2 separate regions of the Mus musculus genome follow, and region 1 is linked to region 2. The links are chromatin contacts, called in public HiChIP or PLAC-seq maps. All regions are on one chromosome and are shown on one strand. The core of a region is the stretch at or near the end of the contact, and the rest is flanking DNA. Distances in the headings are between cores, read along the strand shown.

The links. HiChIP or PLAC-seq counts read pairs in DNA pulled down with a chosen protein or histone mark.
Region 1: a FOXA1 HiChIP or PLAC-seq map of pancreatic cancer cells shows a contact between it and region 2. The contact joins two enhancer-like sites. A contact is called at or near these places in 4 of 115 datasets of contacts at active chromatin or transcription factors (bone marrow-derived macrophages, embryonic stem cells, pancreatic cancer cells and 1 more).

Annotation. Positions count from the first base shown.
Region 1 is chr4:135,245,720-135,249,244 of GRCm38.p6, forward strand. The region is part of intron 1 of Clic4 (chloride intracellular channel 4 (mitochondrial)); the gene reads right to left. Among named protein-coding and RNA genes, the nearest start is that of Clic4, 25 kb to the right of the region's middle. Within about 2 kb of position 2,097, at least 75 of the 459 cell types and tissues checked have an H3K27ac peak or open chromatin away from gene starts, as enhancers often do. A contact at or near this core is called in pancreatic cancer cells, where this site is marked.
Region 2 is chr4:135,043,492-135,046,946 of GRCm38.p6, forward strand. It overlaps Gm42327 (a long non-coding RNA gene), which reads right to left. Exons shown (of 3, transcript XR_881493.1): 2 at 2,524-2,584; 3 at 207-2,339. Among named protein-coding and RNA genes, the nearest start is that of Gm42327, 6.1 kb to the right of the region's middle. Within about 2 kb of position 1,755, at least 21 of the 459 cell types and tissues checked have an H3K27ac peak or open chromatin away from gene starts, as enhancers often do. A contact at or near this core is called in pancreatic cancer cells, where this site is marked.

The DNA.
Region 1 (3,525 bases), core at 847-3,346, 200 kb after region 2:
ATGATATGGCGTGGAGGAATCACGTTGTTCCCTGTTCCCAAGTTCTGTCTTTGTAAATAAAAGAGCCAAGGACAAGACTGCAGACTTGTTCTAAGTCAGCCAGCTGCATAAGAGAGACCCTGTCTCAAAAGACAACAAAAGGCTGCAGACTTCAGGTGCCTCTCATTCCTTGTTCCTGAAGCTTACCTATGCCGCTGAGAGAAGGGCTGGCCCCTTCTGAAGTCATAGTACAACCAACCGGGGCTAGATGCCACTCCAGGCCGGCACGCAGAGCGTTTACCCCTGAAGATGAACTCTGCTCTTGCAAAGCAAGCTCTCGGAATTGATCCAGTTCATACTTGGATCCGCTCACTCAGCGGACGATGCCAGCCAGCTAGGAGCCCTCACCTAGACGGTCTCAGGAAAACCCACCATTCCCACAGTCAAGTGACCCTGCCCTTGGTGGGCTGTCACCCTCTTGTACAAAGGACTGTATGAGAACTCAACAGTTAACGCACACAGTAGCAGGAGGCTCCAAAGTAAGGGGAGGAGAGGCTGCTGCTCATTGTACGCCCTTTGTTACTTTTCAGTATGTATAATTTGTGTGTGACTACATACTAGATAAATTTACAATAGTTAGCAAGATGGACATGAACCTTTCACAGCAAACCAAAACCTCTCTACCCAAAATACATGAGAATGAAGTAGGAATCCAGAATGGCTGTTGAAAAGCTCTGGAGACAGGGGATCTATTTGAGATGTATGTGAAAGCAGCAGTCTCAAATACCTGGGAACAAGGTCTTTAATGAAATAGATTTAAATGCAAATTACCAGATCCCTGCTCCAGGTCTGATTCAGGGCACCTGCTCCAAAGTTAAACTCTCCTTTGGACCCTGTTCTTTCAAGGCCAGTAACTGACAGCCAGTTGGTAAATAACAGCGTGTTCCCCTAACTCCCTAGTAAAATGCTTCTTGTTGGCTCAGATGATGCACGCCTTTCATCCCAGCTCCCAGGGAAGCAAAGGCAGGAGGAGCTCTCAGTCCCCACAGGGTCTACTTAGTCCAGGCTAGACAAGGCTACATAGTGAACTCCTTTAGGGAGGGAGGGAGGGAGGGAGGGAGGGAGGGAGGGAGAGACAGATATCCTATATCAAACTAGAGCATGCTCAAAATTAACTAATCCAAGCCAGCTTATAGTCTCATAAAGGCAACCAGACATTGAACTTCCTGAACAGTTGGGCCTGGTGGTACATGCCTTTTTCCAAGGGGATAGGGAAAGGATGCCACAAGCCACCTCAGCCCCGGTGCTTTGTGTTTTGGTGTAATGAGGTCACCATGGCTCTTCCTCTTGCTGGCAGTTCTTATGAAAACGGTACACCTGACAATGTCTGGCTTTAGTCTAAATCACTGGGAATTGAGGAAATTCAGGCTGCATAAAGCGCTTTTCCAGATTACTCTTTAATTTAAAAGGCAAACTGAAGTACAGCGCCTACTGTGCTCCCCTGTCTGGATACCCTTATCCCCAGTCACTACCACGGTCACCTGCAATCGAGCTTAGCGTGGTAACTAAAATGGGCGACTGTCCTCGTCAGCACGGCTACCCACAGTTACGCCTCGTCTTCACTGAGACAAAGTCTCAGGCATCTATTTCCTTGGTAAATGACTAAATTCTGATTCAGCTACCAAATGTGGCTAACTGTTCTATTTTTAAAGAAAAGGCTCCAGCCACACACACAAGTGTTTGTAAAGCTGGGCCTCCTCCCTTAGCCGACTTCCCTGCTGAGATCCTAAGGAGCCCCAGCAACACAACACCGCAGCCCTTCCATCCTGGGCTGTGCAGTCCACAACTAAGATCGGATTCTTCCCGTGGGATTTCATCGCTTCAAACACTGTACTGCTCGTTAGCTTTCTATTGATTATTTAACAAGCGACGCCTATGGGTTGCAAAGAGTGCGCTGGAGGCCATTAACACAGAAAAACTTACTACTTCTTCCCGACATATTTTAATTAAACATTTCAATTAAGGAGCTGGGGTGTGCTTCAGTTGGAGACTTCGTGCCTAGTCCTCAGCACAGCAAACACTGGACACAGCGTCACACACATGTTAACTCCAGACTTGGACGGTGAGATCAGAAGGGTCAGAAACTCAAGGTCACAGCTACACTGAGACATCAAAGCCAGCCTGGGTAACTTAGATTCAGATATAAGATATATTAATTTTCTCATATTCTCTCTCTCTCTCTCTCTCTCTCATTTTTCATTTATTGGACGTGATATTATAGCAGATCCGATAGCATCCTGAGGTTGAAATCAATACCAGTAGTCAGAGCAAAGAGACTCAGAAGGAAACAGCTGGTACCTGATGTGCCCCACACACGGAGACATTTTATCAATGTGTTTCCTTACCTGTTGAAGCCACACTGAACACAGAGTTTCTGTTATTCATGATCACATATTCATGATCACAAGTAGCTAAACCATTACACACACACACACATATACATATAGTCATTTACCTCTAGTTTAGACTGGCTAGAGGGGTGGGGGTTAGCTCAGTGGGTTTAGTTCAGCATTACCACTAAGAACAGAAGGATGAGTGACAAGGAACAAGAAAAGGAACACTCTTTGAATAGAGCAGTGCAGCCAGGGTGCTGTCCACCTACAGTTAGCTCTTTCCCACGGCTGCCATCTAGACTGCTCTAAGCTGTGAGTGAGCTGGTAGCATTTGCCCCCCAAGGTCTGAGGCCAGAACACCTGACAGAACACCGTGTGACTGACTGAAAGGCAGCTCCACTACCCCAGCAGCCTCCAACCGCTGCAGCAGGCGCAGAGCTAACAAAGGGGGAACGAACGGGCCCGATCTCCCGAATCTTTCAGTTTGTAGAAGAAACAGATAATATCAATATAAAACCACTAAGTGCTTAAGGGCAGCCAAATGCTCAGAGAAAAGACAGGGACCTGCTTCAGAGGCAATGCCCACAGACATCTCCTAGATCAAGGAAAATGAAGTTGCTAAGTAGGCTCAGTGAGCACAAGACTAAGCCACAAGACATCTGAAACCACATTAAAGGGCAGATTTTTATGCTCAAAGAAGAAACAATTCATTGGTTTGTTTGACAAATGTTTATCAAGAGCTTTCTTTTTTTGGTTTTTCTTTCCTTTTTTTTTTTTTTTTTTAAAGATTTATTTATTATATATACAGTGTTCTGCCTGCATGCGTGCCTGCAGACCAGAAGGTGGCACCAGATCCCATTACAGATGGTTGTGAGCCACCATGTGGTTGCTGGGAATTGAACTCAGGACCTCTGGAAGAGCAGACAGTGCTCTTAACCACTGAGCCATCTCTCCAGCCCCTCTTTTTGGTTTTTCAAGACAGGGTTTCTCTGTGTAGACCTGGCTATCCTGGAACTCCTCTATAGACCAGGCTGTCCTCAAACTCACAGAGATCTGCCTGCCTCTGCCTCTGCCTCTGCCTCCAGAGCGCTGAGACTGCACACAGTGTCTCTCACAAGGAATGTCTGTTTTGAAGCATACTGATCTTTCTACT
Region 2 (3,455 bases), core at 505-3,004:
CCCTCCCTGCCTCCCTCCCTCCTCTCTATCTGTATGATTTATTAGAATGGCTTACAGCTGCTGGTCCAGCTAGTCCAACAATGGCTGCCTACCAACAGAAGGTCCAGGAATCCAGTAGTTGTTCAGTTCATGAGACTGATGTCTCAGTTGGTCTTCAGTGTCTGCCTGAATCCCAAAAGAAATAACCAGGCTGTAATGCCACTGAAGGAATGGGCTTGCTAGCAAGAACAGGCAGGCCAACGAAGAGCCAGCATCCTTCTCCCGTTTCCTTTACATAGATTGCCAGCAGAAAGTGCAGCCCAGATTGGAGGTAGATCTTGACACCCCAGAGGTCTGAATTAATGGATCTTCCCACTTCAAATGATTTATTAAGAAAGAACTCCTTCACAGGAGCCCCAGTCGCCTGCGTGTTCTGGTTTCTCCTAGATGTGGTCAGGTTGACAGCCAAGATAGCCATCACGCTCATCAGGGTAGACTTGGGTGGAGTTGTTTGTGTCTTTTCCTGTTGTCAGTGTCCCACCTAGTGTGAGTTTGTTCACGTTTCCCCGGCAAACCTCACACAGCACAAGGCTTTTGACTGGGTGGGTAGCAGCAGAGCAGATGAACTTGGCCAACGCCCCTGCTTTGCCCCTTGACCTGGAGGTGAGAGTAAACCTGAGACCTCATTCTTCTGGGCCTCTCTTTTCTCATCTGTGAAGTGGGACCAGTGGGACCTTTCCCCTTGGGTTTGAGAGCGCAGGACAAGGCATGCACAAAGGACAAGGCACACATGAAGGGTCTCGGCGTGCAGTCCCCGGCCACAGCACATTTCCTTCAGTATGAGACTAGGGACAGGTGGGTGGGTGAGACATTGGGGTTTCAGGGACTCCTGGAGCTCTTCCCATAGGGGGTTGGGGGGACTCGCACGGGGCAGGGCCACGTCATCTCTGCAGTCCGGGCTCTTCAGCTCTTTAATTGCCTCCACACACCTTCTGTCCTAGGCGGCAGCTTTAGGGCCTCAGTTTCTCCATCTGAGATATGAGCAGATTCGTTTCTCGTGAAAGTGCATGAGCGACTAGGGAAATACTTGATCCATGGAGCAGAGATAAGCCAGGCTCGTGTGGGTGAGCAGTGAGCTAGCTTTGTGCCTCTGCTTGGAAAGTCACTACTCAGCAGACTCAGCTCTGAAGAAATGTGGCTCATCTGGAAACAGCAGTGTTAGCTATGTATCTCCTTGCTGCAAGGAGACGCCTGGCAGAAGCAACTATGAATAAGGGTTTATTTGAGCTCACGGTCTGTCAGGTTGGGGCAGGCATGGTAGCTAGAGTTTGAGGTGGCCAGTCACATTCAGCTTCAGTGCAGAGGCAGGGAACTATAAATGAAGATGCTCAGCTTGCTTTCTCCTCTTTATTCAGTCTGGGACTCCAGCTGGTGAAAGGATGCCACTCACAACTAGAGCGGGCCTTTGCATCTCCAGCACTCTCATCTCAATACTCCCTCCGAGGCACGCCCAGCGGCTGGCCTCCTAGGTAACTCTAGATTCTGTCAAGTAGGAAATGGTTAGCATCGCATCTCCACCGCTTGGCAGCTTCACCCCCAAACACATCGTTCTAAAACCATCCTGGCCTCCTCTTGTCCCCAGAGACTCATGGCCGTCTTCTAATGCAAAATGCATCGAGCCTTAACGTCCAAAGTCTCCATAGCCTTTAATGATTCCGGCACAGTTTGAAAGTCTCAAGTGCAGCCTGGCTCTTTCAGGGTGACATCACACATGCCTTTGTGGTTTTTGCTGGTCCGTGGCGAGGCCATTTGTAATCAGCCGGTTAGCGCCAGGCTCCTTCACAATCTGGCAGGAATTCACAAAGGCAAATTCCATTGGGCAAACTGGTTTATCTGGGAACTTCCGGTCACCGCACCGTCGCTGTTGCCCTTTCGGTGAATGCATGCTAACGTGAGAACACAGGATCGCTGTATAAAAGAGAGATCTGGGCATCTAGGCAAAGAGAACACGTTTAGTAACCTTTCCTAGACTAGAGTACAACACAGATACATATGCGCATGTGTATTTTCCACCACCAAAACATGAGCTGTCTTAGGTTTATTCTGTTGCTGTGGTGTAGTGCTCTAACCAAAAATAACTTCCAGAAGGGTGGGTGTCTTGGTCACAGCTCTGTTGCTGTAAGGGGACACCAGGACTAAGGCAACATACAGTAGAAAACATTTAATTGGGTGCTGTCTTACAGTTTCAGAGGGCAACCCATCATCAGCGTGGCAGGAAGTCTGGTAAAAGGCAGACCATCAGGCATGGAGCTCAGAGCTTTAACATCTTGATCCACGGACAGCAGGCAGAGAGAGGGACACTGGACCAAGAATGGGTTTTTGAAATCTCAAAGCCCACCTCCAGCAATACACCTTCTCAAAGAGGCCACCCAACTCCACCAGGACCACACCTCCCCAACAGTCCACTAACTGGGAACCAAGCATTTGAATATATCAGCCCATGGGGGTCATTTTCATTCAAACCACCACAGAAGGATTTTTTACCTTACACTTCCAGGTCACAGTTCATCGTTGCAGGAAGTCAAGGTAAAAACTGGAGCAGGAGCTGAAGCAGAAACCACAGAGGAACACTGCTTACTTGTTTGTTCTCTGACTAGTTAGTTCTCTTACAGATGCATGCTTAACTAGTTTTCTTATATAGACCAGGATCATCTGGGCAGGGAATGGTACCACCCAGAGTGGGCTGGGATTTCATATATTAATTAACAGTCAAGACAAGCCCCCATAGAGATGCCCAAACTCAGATGTCTCTAGGCTGGATCAAGTTGACAGTCAAGGTGAACACACACACACACAAAGAGCAAAGTCTTTTCTGAGATGCATGTAGCTCTTAATTGTGATCCTCTAAAACATCAAAAAACAAATTGCCAACAACTCCCACCATTGGATGGTCCAGAGTGAACATTCTCATTATGGGAGGCAGGAGGGTGGGGACCTAGCAAGGATTGATTTGACCAAAGCAGACAGAAACCCAGCAAAGGGAACACCAAGTCCTAGAGCTCCATGTCCAGCATTTGGAGCTTGGGATGAAATCATTTGGGCTCCAAAGGACTCCCCTAGCCCCAGCTCTCCAGCCTGCTGCCCGCAGCACATAGAGCCTTTCTCAGGCTGGCTGCCTTCAATGCAGGCAGCTCTCCTTGGTGGCTATCCCGTGGGCCTGGCATCTCCAGAGCCCTGGCATCCAGCATTTCCAGTCTAGGGATTCCGCTGATTTTAGGCTTTACCTTTACATCAGCCCAACATGGGAGAAGTCAGCACAGGATTCTGCTCTTGTGAACTCTCACGAGACTTGATAAGTAGCGATAGGCTGCAAAAGCCTGACTGGGGCCCTGTGGTGGCTTGAATACGCTTGGGACAGGGCGTGGCACTATTAGGAGGTGTGGTCTTATTGGAGTAGGTGTGGTGGTGTTGGAGGA